Linked DNA regions of Macaca mulatta: region 2 is linked to region 1. Evidence: chromatin contacts called from public Hi-C data. All regions are on one chromosome and are shown on one strand. The core of a region is the stretch at or near the end of the contact, and the rest is flanking DNA. Distances in the headings are between cores, read along the strand shown.

Region 1 (4,346 bases), core at 944-3,443:
AGGAGCACCTCGAAAGAAGCTCCCCACACCCTTCAGCCCTGGCACAGCCCAGCCAGCCACCCAGGTAATGCACTTAAAGTGCTCAGCACCCAGGCAGTGTTGACTGCTCTTCTCATTATATATTAAATACAACAAACATCTTTCAAGAACAAAAAGCAAGCATGTTTGGTCCATTTATGAATCCTTGTACACTGATTGTTCAGGTTCCTTCAGTTCCCATCCAGTTAGAAATAACAAACATGTTTCATTTTGAGCCTATTCTACAGGGCGGCAAATCCGGAGCCTGCAGTTTGTTCTCTTGGCCTGGGGCCAGGTTGCAGATGTTTGAGTCCTTTGGATCCCCGAGTGGCTGCGTCTCCCAGCCTGGTGCTGATTCACGGTGCAGACGGCATGCAGCCTGCCCATCAGCCAGGTCCCTGCGGGTTTCTGAGTCTCAGATGGTGGATGGCCTATTCAGAGTTCACTGACCTGCACCTAATAGAGTTTCCTCTTTGCCCCTCTTTCTACCCCTAAAGTACATGTGAGGGGAAACCCTCTGCATAGTGCCTAGCACACAGCGAGCACTCAGCGTTCGCTGTCAGTGGTGTGTTGTTATTATTCATTACCATTAGGATCATGCACAAATTCATTGCAGTCGCCTATTTATTTTTTCCAGGAAGATTATTCAGAACTGCTTGGGCACATCACACCAGGGTGAACTGATGGAGAGCAGGAAGATGGGGTATTAATCTGTCCCCTCTTTCACATGCTCCTTAAAGACAAGAATCATCTGATTAGTCTCCGTGTTCCAGCAACCCCCTGGGACCCAGCAACCGGTAATTAGGCAAGGAATAAGCTTATTGTATGTTTCACAGTTTTTCAAAGATGATTTGGGAGAATCAGATCATACCATCATCATTCCACCAATCAGGACTGAGCACTCTGACAGTGCACTTTATTGTTTAAAAAAAAAAAAAAAAAAAAAAACGCCATTGCTTCCCTCTCTCCACCCAACTTAAGAAAGAAGTTATGTATGTGAACTTTCAAAGGCCAATTACTACCCCTTAGAAGAACCTGCCATCTCTAAACTACAAATATGGGCAGCCTGGATTCTATTTTTTTATTATTTTACAAAATTTTTAATTTTTAAATATACACAGACATGGGGGTCTCACTATGTTGACCAGGCTGGTCTTGAACTTCTGACCTCAAGCAATCCTCCCAGCTCAGCCTCCCAAAATGCTAGGATTACAGGCGTGAGCCACCGCACCCAGCTGGGCAGCCTGGATTCTGGCCCTTATGTAGTCATGGTTTAGGGGAGGAGGTGGTGGTGGGCCAGAGCTAGGGGGAAACTTGGTGGGCAGGCAACCCAGCCCCTGCCTTGTACTGACTCAGATACTGAGGCCCACAGAATGACAGTGCCAGTTCTACGTGGCTGGAGGAGCACCACTGCTGGCTGTTCTCAGTAGGTCTCCCTCTTGTTCCTCATAGCGACCTTGGGGACAATGATTTTTGTCATTAGGAACCAGATCCTATCACAGCTTGGTTTTACCTACAGTGAAGGTGTCATTACTGGCTTAACCTTACACTGCCCTGAAGGCCCCCTCCCCACTTGTCCCTTTCCAGCCTGGCAATGGGACCCTCTGAGCACGCCCCTCATCTCCTCCCCCTCTGAAAAGTATCCTCAATCTCCCCGTCTATATCTAATAACACATCTGTCGTGCCTATATTTTGGTACCTGATATGTAGTCATTCATTCATTCAGTGAGAGAACATTCAATGAGAGGTTAAGGGCTTAGAACAACACCGGGCACAGGCTAAGCGCTCATTAAACGTTAGCTCTCGCCAATAACATCACTCATTCACTATAAAGTTTCTCTGGCTGTGTGCTATTCGCTGAGTCCACAGCAGTGAAGAAGACAGACACGGCCCCGGACCAACCTTGCCGAGCCCAGGCACCGAGCCAGGACTTTGAGCCAAGTCCGCATCTCTAGAACTCGCAGTGCGGTGGATGCGGGCCCAGCCCAGCGCGGAGACTACAAGTGCCAGAAAGCTGCGCGGCGGCATCGCCGGGCCCGCCCCCTGCGCATGCGCGACTCCGTGACGCTAAGGCCGCGAGCGAGCGCGGGTGGCTGCGGCGGCTGCGCCGGCGGGGCGAGGCGGGGCCAGCTGGCAGTGGGTGCCTTTAGGGCGGAGCCGGCTCCGGCTTTCCTCAGTCCGCCGTGGGCTAGCGGATGGTCCTGCTTCCGGCGGCCGTTTCTGTCCCTTGCTCGCTGTCTCGCTGAGTCGCGGCCGTCTTCTCATCGCTCCTGGAGGGTCCCGAGCGCGGCGCCATGTCGGAGCCCGGGGGCGGCGGCGGCGAGGACGGCTCGGCCGGCCTGGAAGTGTCGGCGGTGCAGAATGTGGCGGACGTGTCGGTGCTGCAGAAGCACCTGCGCAAGCTGGTGCCGCTGCTGCTGGAGGACGGCGGCGAGGCGCCGGCCGCGCTGGAGGCGGCGCTGGAGGAGAAGAGCGCCCTGGAGCAGATGCGCAAGTTCCTTTCGGATCCGCAGGTCCACACGGTGCTGGTGGAGCGCTCCACGCTCAAAGGTGCGGGGCCGCGGAGGGCGGGGTCGCCAGGGCCAAGTCTCGCGGAGGGCAGGGCCTGCCAGGTCCTCCGGGGCCGCAGATGTTCCTGGGATGGGAGGATCCCGGCGGCTGCAGATGACCCCGGGATGGGCAGAGCCCGGCGGCCGCAGACGTCCCGCCGGCCGGGTCCCCAGGGCCGCAGACGCCCCGCAGAGGCCGACGCGGCGCCCGGGGCTCGCCCTCGCCACACGCACTGCCAGGCCGGGAGCCCCCAGGGCGCCCCGCTTCTCGTCGCGGGGAGGGGAGAGGAGTCCCCGTCTGCCGTCACCCAAAACAATGGGGTCGCTTTGTCTGCTCGGGCCTCTCAAGATGGCCGAGTTGGGTGGAGACAGCGTCTCCCTGGGCTGAGCGCGGACGAGGCCGCATCCCTGCCTCCAATGTCACATGAGCTTTTCGGTTTCGATTTGTGTCCAGGCCAAGCGGCCTTCAGGAGGGATGTGTCGGGGACAGATCTGCGGAGCCGGGGGCAACCGGGGTTCTGGTTCTGGAGGAGGTCGGGTGGGTGTCCCAGCCGTGCCTTGTGGGGACCAAGAGGCCGAGGCCCACAGAGCGACGGTGCCAGCCCCGGGCCTGCGAGCATCACTGTTGTAGGTAGATGCTCTCACAGCATCCTTGCTGAACGAGTGTATCCTGATTTTACACCTGAGGAAACTGAGGCTCAGGTTAAGTGATTTCACCCAAGGTCACCAGCTAATCCTAGTCCTGAGACTAGCTCAGTATCTCAGTTCCCTGTCCATTGCTTGTTTTCACTGATCATACCTCATATTTGTTTAATGCTTCGATGATCCTAATGTAATATTCGATGATCCTAATGTAACAGATGATCCCTGTAATATTTGAGTCTAATTTTACAGATTTTAAAAAAAGGTTCAGGTTAGGCTTCTAGCAGGGGGAAGAGGCAAGAGTTAGCATATTCCAACTGTCTCCTCAAATAATGATCGCCCACCGGCAAGATTACATTCATCTAAGTCTGGGGCTTGCCTGCAGGCAGGCTTTCTCATGGTTTCATTACAACCACTTTGTAGCCCATTACAGCCACTTTGGGTGTGGCATGTCCATTTAAGAACCCAAGGATGATGTCCAAGGTTAGCCTCTAGGGATTGGAGATTGTCTAAAAATGTTTGCCAACAAGTTTCTTAAAATTTCAAAAACCTGTGTGGTTCTGTCAGTAAGAGAACCTGTACTGTCTGCCCCATCCTTAACACACACTGTTTCTGATAGTTTGTTTCTTTCAAAGGTTATTCTTACTGAGAAGATGCTTCCCTGTAGCCTTGGTTTCCTGCCAGAGATTAGCAGAATGTAAAAGAATATTTTTTTCTTATATCCACATGGAATGTTCAAGGCAAATAAACCATTTGAGCATATTTAGAGTATTAATGTTGTTGAGGGTGGTTTACTGTGATGTTTGGGGTTATGTATTCCTGAGTGGAAGCCACAAGAGTTAAAAAAAAAAATTAACTCATCTACTCTTTTTTTTTTTTCCCCAAAAAACATACATAGTCATTGTAGAAAATGTAATATACAGCTAAAGTAAAAATCACTGGGAATTGTTTGACCCAGATGTGATCACTGTCAGCATTTTTGGTCTATGTCTTTGTGGTCATTTTTCAATGCCTATTCGTTATTTTATTAAAATATATTTTAATCTGCATTTTTAAAGTTAATTGTATTTTGAGTAGCTTGACCATGGCTAATCCTTGATATTTTTATTGCATAGTTTATGTGTTAGAATCAGTGAT
Region 2 (4,634 bases), core at 882-3,381, 120 kb after region 1:
TTTCAGGTTTGTCTTCAGACTCTTTCTCTTCTTTTTCTTTTTCTTCTTCTTTGTCTTCTTTTTCTTCAGCCTCATCATCGCTGACTTCTTTATCACGTTCCTTCTCCACCTTCAAAAGACATGAAATCGCATCACTGCTGCACTCTAGAACTAAGTCATAGCGCTGCCCCACTACTTTCAACCTAAGGCCAAAGCCTAAATTACCGAGGATGAGAAGCAGCCAGGCAGCTTCTCATCAATATTTGATATATCTACTTAATAACCCGAGGAACCTTCACAGTTAGTAGAGCTTAGGTTCCCCAGGCTTCAAACTAGTTCAACAGACCTAGGAACTAAGGATGTAGTACAGTCACCCCAGTCACCTACAGACAGTAATTCACTCTGCAATTATGTAGAAACTTACAAAAAGAGTAATGGGATATCCAATAAACTGAGAATGTTTCTTCACAATCTCCTTTATTCTTCGTTCCTCCAAGTACTCAGTTTGGTCTTCTTTCAGGTGTAGGATAACCTTTGTTCCACGACCCATAGGTTCACCTGCAAGAGAAATAAGGAAAATTGACTCAATAATACATTCAATTTAGTGCTCAACGCCATGCTTAACCCTTATAACGTGTCTATGAAGCGAGGTTTGCCCTTACTACAGATGCAAAGGCTCCCACAGCAGATCTAAGTGCCTTGCCCAAAAGAAGTAATCACCAAGTCATGCCATTACACACTAATTCAGAGCTCTAGCTTGTTCCTGATCCTTGGGTAAACACACTTTCTGTGAACTTCGCCGCATCCCCAGGGGTCCAAGGGTTGCAACACCCCACCATTCCGCCACTGACTTAACCAGTGAGTGTTCAGGTACCTACCTGTGTCTGTCCTCACTGTAAATGATCCCCCTGCTGAGGACTCCCAGGCGTACTGCTCATCATCGTTATGTTTGGTGATCACAGTTACTTTCTCAGCAACCAAATAAGCAGAATAAAAACCAACACCGAACTGGCCAATCATGGAGATATCTGCACCAGCCTGCAAAGCTTCCATGAACGCTTTGGTCCCAGACTTGGCGATAGTACCAAGGTTATTGATCAAGTCAGCCTTGGTCATCCCAATTCCAGTATCCACAATAGTGAGGGTTCGATCTTGTTTATTTGGTATCAGGTTAATATGCAGCTCTTTCCCAGAGTCTAATTTACTGGGATCCGTCAAGCTCTCATAGCGGATTTTGTCCAATGCCTATTAACACAAAATATTAATTAAGCATACAGCCCCCAAGAAGTTCATATTGAAACCAAAATCCTATTCTGGGTTAATAAACGACTTACATCTGATGAATTTGAAATTAGCTCTCTTAGAAAGATCTCTTTGTTCGAATAAAAAGTATTGATAATCAATGACATCAACTGGGCAATTTCTGCCTGAAAGGCGAACGTCTCAACCTCCTCCTCCTCCATCGGTTGGTCCTGGGTCTGCGTTTCCTCAGGCATCTGGAACGACACCGCGCCGGTTTAAAACCCTGCAGGGCGTCTACAGGGGCAACACGAGATTCCATCGCGTCCTCCCAATATTTTTAAAGCCGGATTGCAGATTTGCGAAGTTTAAGTAAACCGAAAATAGAAGGGCGGCTGACAAAGGATGACCTCATTTCGGAGCGCGGTAACTACCACGAGCGTGTGCGCGCTTCCGGGAGGCCACTGCAGGCCCGGCCCAGTCCCGCGCCGCGGTCCCCAACCGACACCCCGTGTGCCCTCCCGCGCGGGCCGCGGCTCCGCCAGGGCGGCCTCCTCCGCCTGCGCCCCAGCTGGGCCGCCCGGGGGGCCCCCAGCCAAAGGGCCGCTCTGCTCGCGTGCGGCGCCAGCTCCGGGGCTGCCGCGGAGACTCGGGGAGCAGCCGCCCAGCCCATTCCTGAGGCGGGCTGCGGAGACAGCAGCGGGCCCACGGCCTCCGGAATAGGCAGCGCGGCCTCCCGGGAGAGCGGCCCTGGCGGGTTCAGGGCTCCCGTTCGGCCCCCACAGCCTCCGCTCCGCGCCAACCGCCCCCACTCCCCAATCCACCTCCACAGGCCCCCACAACCGCCCCTCACACCTTGGCTAAAAGGCTGCAAACGTTCCACGGCACAGCAGCACCAAGACGCTGAAGCAACTGACGCGCCGCCCCCGCGCCTGCCTTATATAGCGACGGGCCCGCCCAGCGCGCGGCGCTTTTTCCAGAAGCCTCCCGAACCTTCCGGAAGAACCCTCCCCAACCGCCGCCGCGGCCGCGCGCCTGCGCCTGCGCCCTCGCCGTGGCCCGCCCCTCCCGCTGGCGCGCGCAGGCCCTGCTCATGGCCCAGCCCGGGAAACCTTCCCTCAATCACCGCCCCGCGCCTCTCGCACGCCCCCGCGCCGACCTCAATGCGCCTGCGCGGCCTGGAATTCTCGGGAAGGTCCGGGCGCCTTCTGGGGCCGCCCGCGCCCTCCTCCCTGCACTCCCACCTGCCGAGCGCGGGCGGAGGGCACGCCCGGGCGTGGGGGCCTTTGAAGTGAGGTGTAGTTTGGTCACCCGGGCTGCGCAGAATGCGGGGCTGGGGCGGGAGGCGCGCCTGGAGGGAGGGCCGTGCGTGGACGGGGAGCGCCCCGGGTCTCGCACGCCCGGGAGACTACCGGAGCCGTCATCCTCACGGACGGCGCGCCCGCTGCCAAAAAATCCAGCCGCAGGCGGCGCCGGGATCGCGGGGCTCTGCTCCCTGGGGGCCTTTGGGCTGTTGGCTTCTAGCTGCTGCGCGCAGGGGACGCCGTCCCGCGGCCTGCGCGCTCGGGGAGTCTCCAGACCCACTGCTGGCTCAGGAGCGCTCCCTACCTTTGGGTTCCCCGGAAGCCATGTCCTTCACACTTCAGGGTCCCTTAGCTTGGGAATCGGGCCCTTGGTGAATAAATTCATGCTTACCCAGCTACACCCGGCATGCTTTTTAAAAGCCCATCGTTTTGCCGATCGATTTGAGGTCTCCAAATTAAGTATCTAACACTTGACATTTTGGTGATTAACCTTCCCTAAAAGACAGGTTTGGTGTTTTTTTGTTTTTGGACAGGCTGTCCCTCTGTCGCCCAGGCTGGGGTGCTGTGGCACAATCTTGGCTCACCGCAGCTTCGACCTCCCGGGCTCAGGTGATCCTCCTACTTCAGCTTTCCGAGTAACTGGGACGAGCGCGGGCGGAGGACCACAAGCGCGGACACCACACCCGGCTAGTTTTTGTATTTATTTGTATAGTTGGGGTTTCACCATGTTGCTCAGGCTGGAAGAACCAGTTTCTACATGAGAATTTTCAGATATTTTGGTCAAGGCCAGCTATGAGAACCTTAGAGGTGTTGGGGTTCCTTAGACTTGGCTCCCATGCCTCGTCCATGTCCTCTTCCTCTCTGGCGCCTCCCATGATTGGGCCTCCTCCTGCCTAAACTCATAGCCAGGTCCTCGGAATAATCTGGAAGCTCCTTACCGTGTAAACAAACGACGGAACTACCTCCGCTTCCTGGTCTCTAGGGAAACCAACTTACTCAGGAGCAGGGGTTTTCAGACTGCGGCCTGGGACCCTTTAAGAGTGTGTGAAATCAACATAAAGCGTCTTGCCCAGCATTACAAAGCGGGGTGGATGGAAACTAGCAGCCACGTGGCGCGGGCCCCAGCGGTGGTTACTGGGTGTGTGCCGGCTCCCGTGATAGCTGTTCCGCAGCCTTGGGGGGCGCCCCCGGCCCAGGCCTTCCCTACACTGCAGCCGGGACCGGCGGGGAGGAATCCGGAAGCAGGCGTGGCGGTGAGCAGGTCGCTGAAGGGGCGCAAGGTCTTCCCTGGCGAGTGCCTCCTCCGCCTGTTTCCTTCCTGTCACCACCAGCCACTGTCCCCACTCTCCTCACTTGGAACTTTTCCTACCGCAGTTTCTGCCATTGCCAATGGGGTTTGAGATTTCTTATAGAAGAGCCATCCCGGGCCCTAGCTCTGACAGTCTGTCTTTTGTTTTTGGGACCTTCATTTTTCCCCGTTTCTCCAGTGAACCTGCCCCAAAGCCCCTCCCTGGGTCTGGGCATCACTGGGAACCACTGTTTCCCGTCAGGCCCCACCTTTAATGTCCCTCCTTCCTTCCACAACTTCCTGTCTTTCCAGCTCTCCCGCCTCCGTTAATAAACAGGACATTGGCCGGGCGCGGTGGCTCAAGCCTGTAATCCCAGCACTTTGGGAGGCCGAGACGGGTGGATCACGAGGTCAGGAGATCGAGACCATCCTGGCTAACACGGTGAAACCCCGTCTCTACTAAAAAAAAAAAAATACGGCGGGCGCGGTGGCTCACGCCTGTAATCCCAGCACTTTGGGAGGCCGAGGCGGGCGGATCACAAGGTCAGGAGATCGAGACCACGGTGAAACCCCGTCTCTACTAAAAATACAAAAAATTAGCCGGGCGCGGTTGTGGGCACCTGTAGTCCCAGCTACTCGGGAGGCTGAGGCAGGAGAATGGCGTGAACCCGGGAGGCGGAGCTTGCAGTGAGCCGAGATCGCGCCACTGCATTCTAGCCTGGGCGACAGAGCGAGACTCCGTCTCAAAAAAAAAAAATACAAAAAACTAGCCGGGCGATGTGGCGGACGCCTGTAGTCCCAGCTACTCGGGAGGCTGAGGCAGG

The links. Hi-C and Micro-C count contacts between places; a contact is called where the count stands out from the background.
Region 2: a Hi-C map of blood shows a contact between it and region 1, with 5 times the contacts expected there. The contact joins the promoter of HSP90AA1 here to the promoter of DYNC1H1 in region 1. A contact is called at or near these places in 3 of 14 Hi-C or Micro-C datasets (CD4 T cells, blood and liver).

The regions. Positions count from the first base shown.
Region 1 is chr7:175,313,567-175,317,912 of T2T-MMU8v2.0, forward strand. DYNC1H1 (dynein cytoplasmic 1 heavy chain 1) reads left to right here and starts at 2,194. Exons shown (of 78, transcript XM_015144508.3): 1 at 2,194-2,568. The coding sequence starts at 2,313. All of the region lies in intron 2 of LOC144330421 (a long non-coding RNA gene), which reads right to left. It overlaps LOC144330422 (a long non-coding RNA gene), which reads right to left. Exons shown (of 2, transcript XR_013396582.1): 2 at 2,194-3,624. It overlaps LOC144330412 (a long non-coding RNA gene), which reads left to right and starts at 2,649. Exons shown (of 2, transcript XR_013396572.1): 1 at 2,649-4,346.
Region 2 is chr7:175,438,377-175,443,010 of T2T-MMU8v2.0, forward strand. HSP90AA1 (heat shock protein 90 alpha family class A member 1) reads right to left here and starts at 2,132. Exons shown (of 11, transcript NM_001195667.1): 1 at 2,074-2,132; 2 at 1,314-1,475; 3 at 858-1,224; 4 at 404-537; 5 at 1-109. The coding sequence starts at 1,475.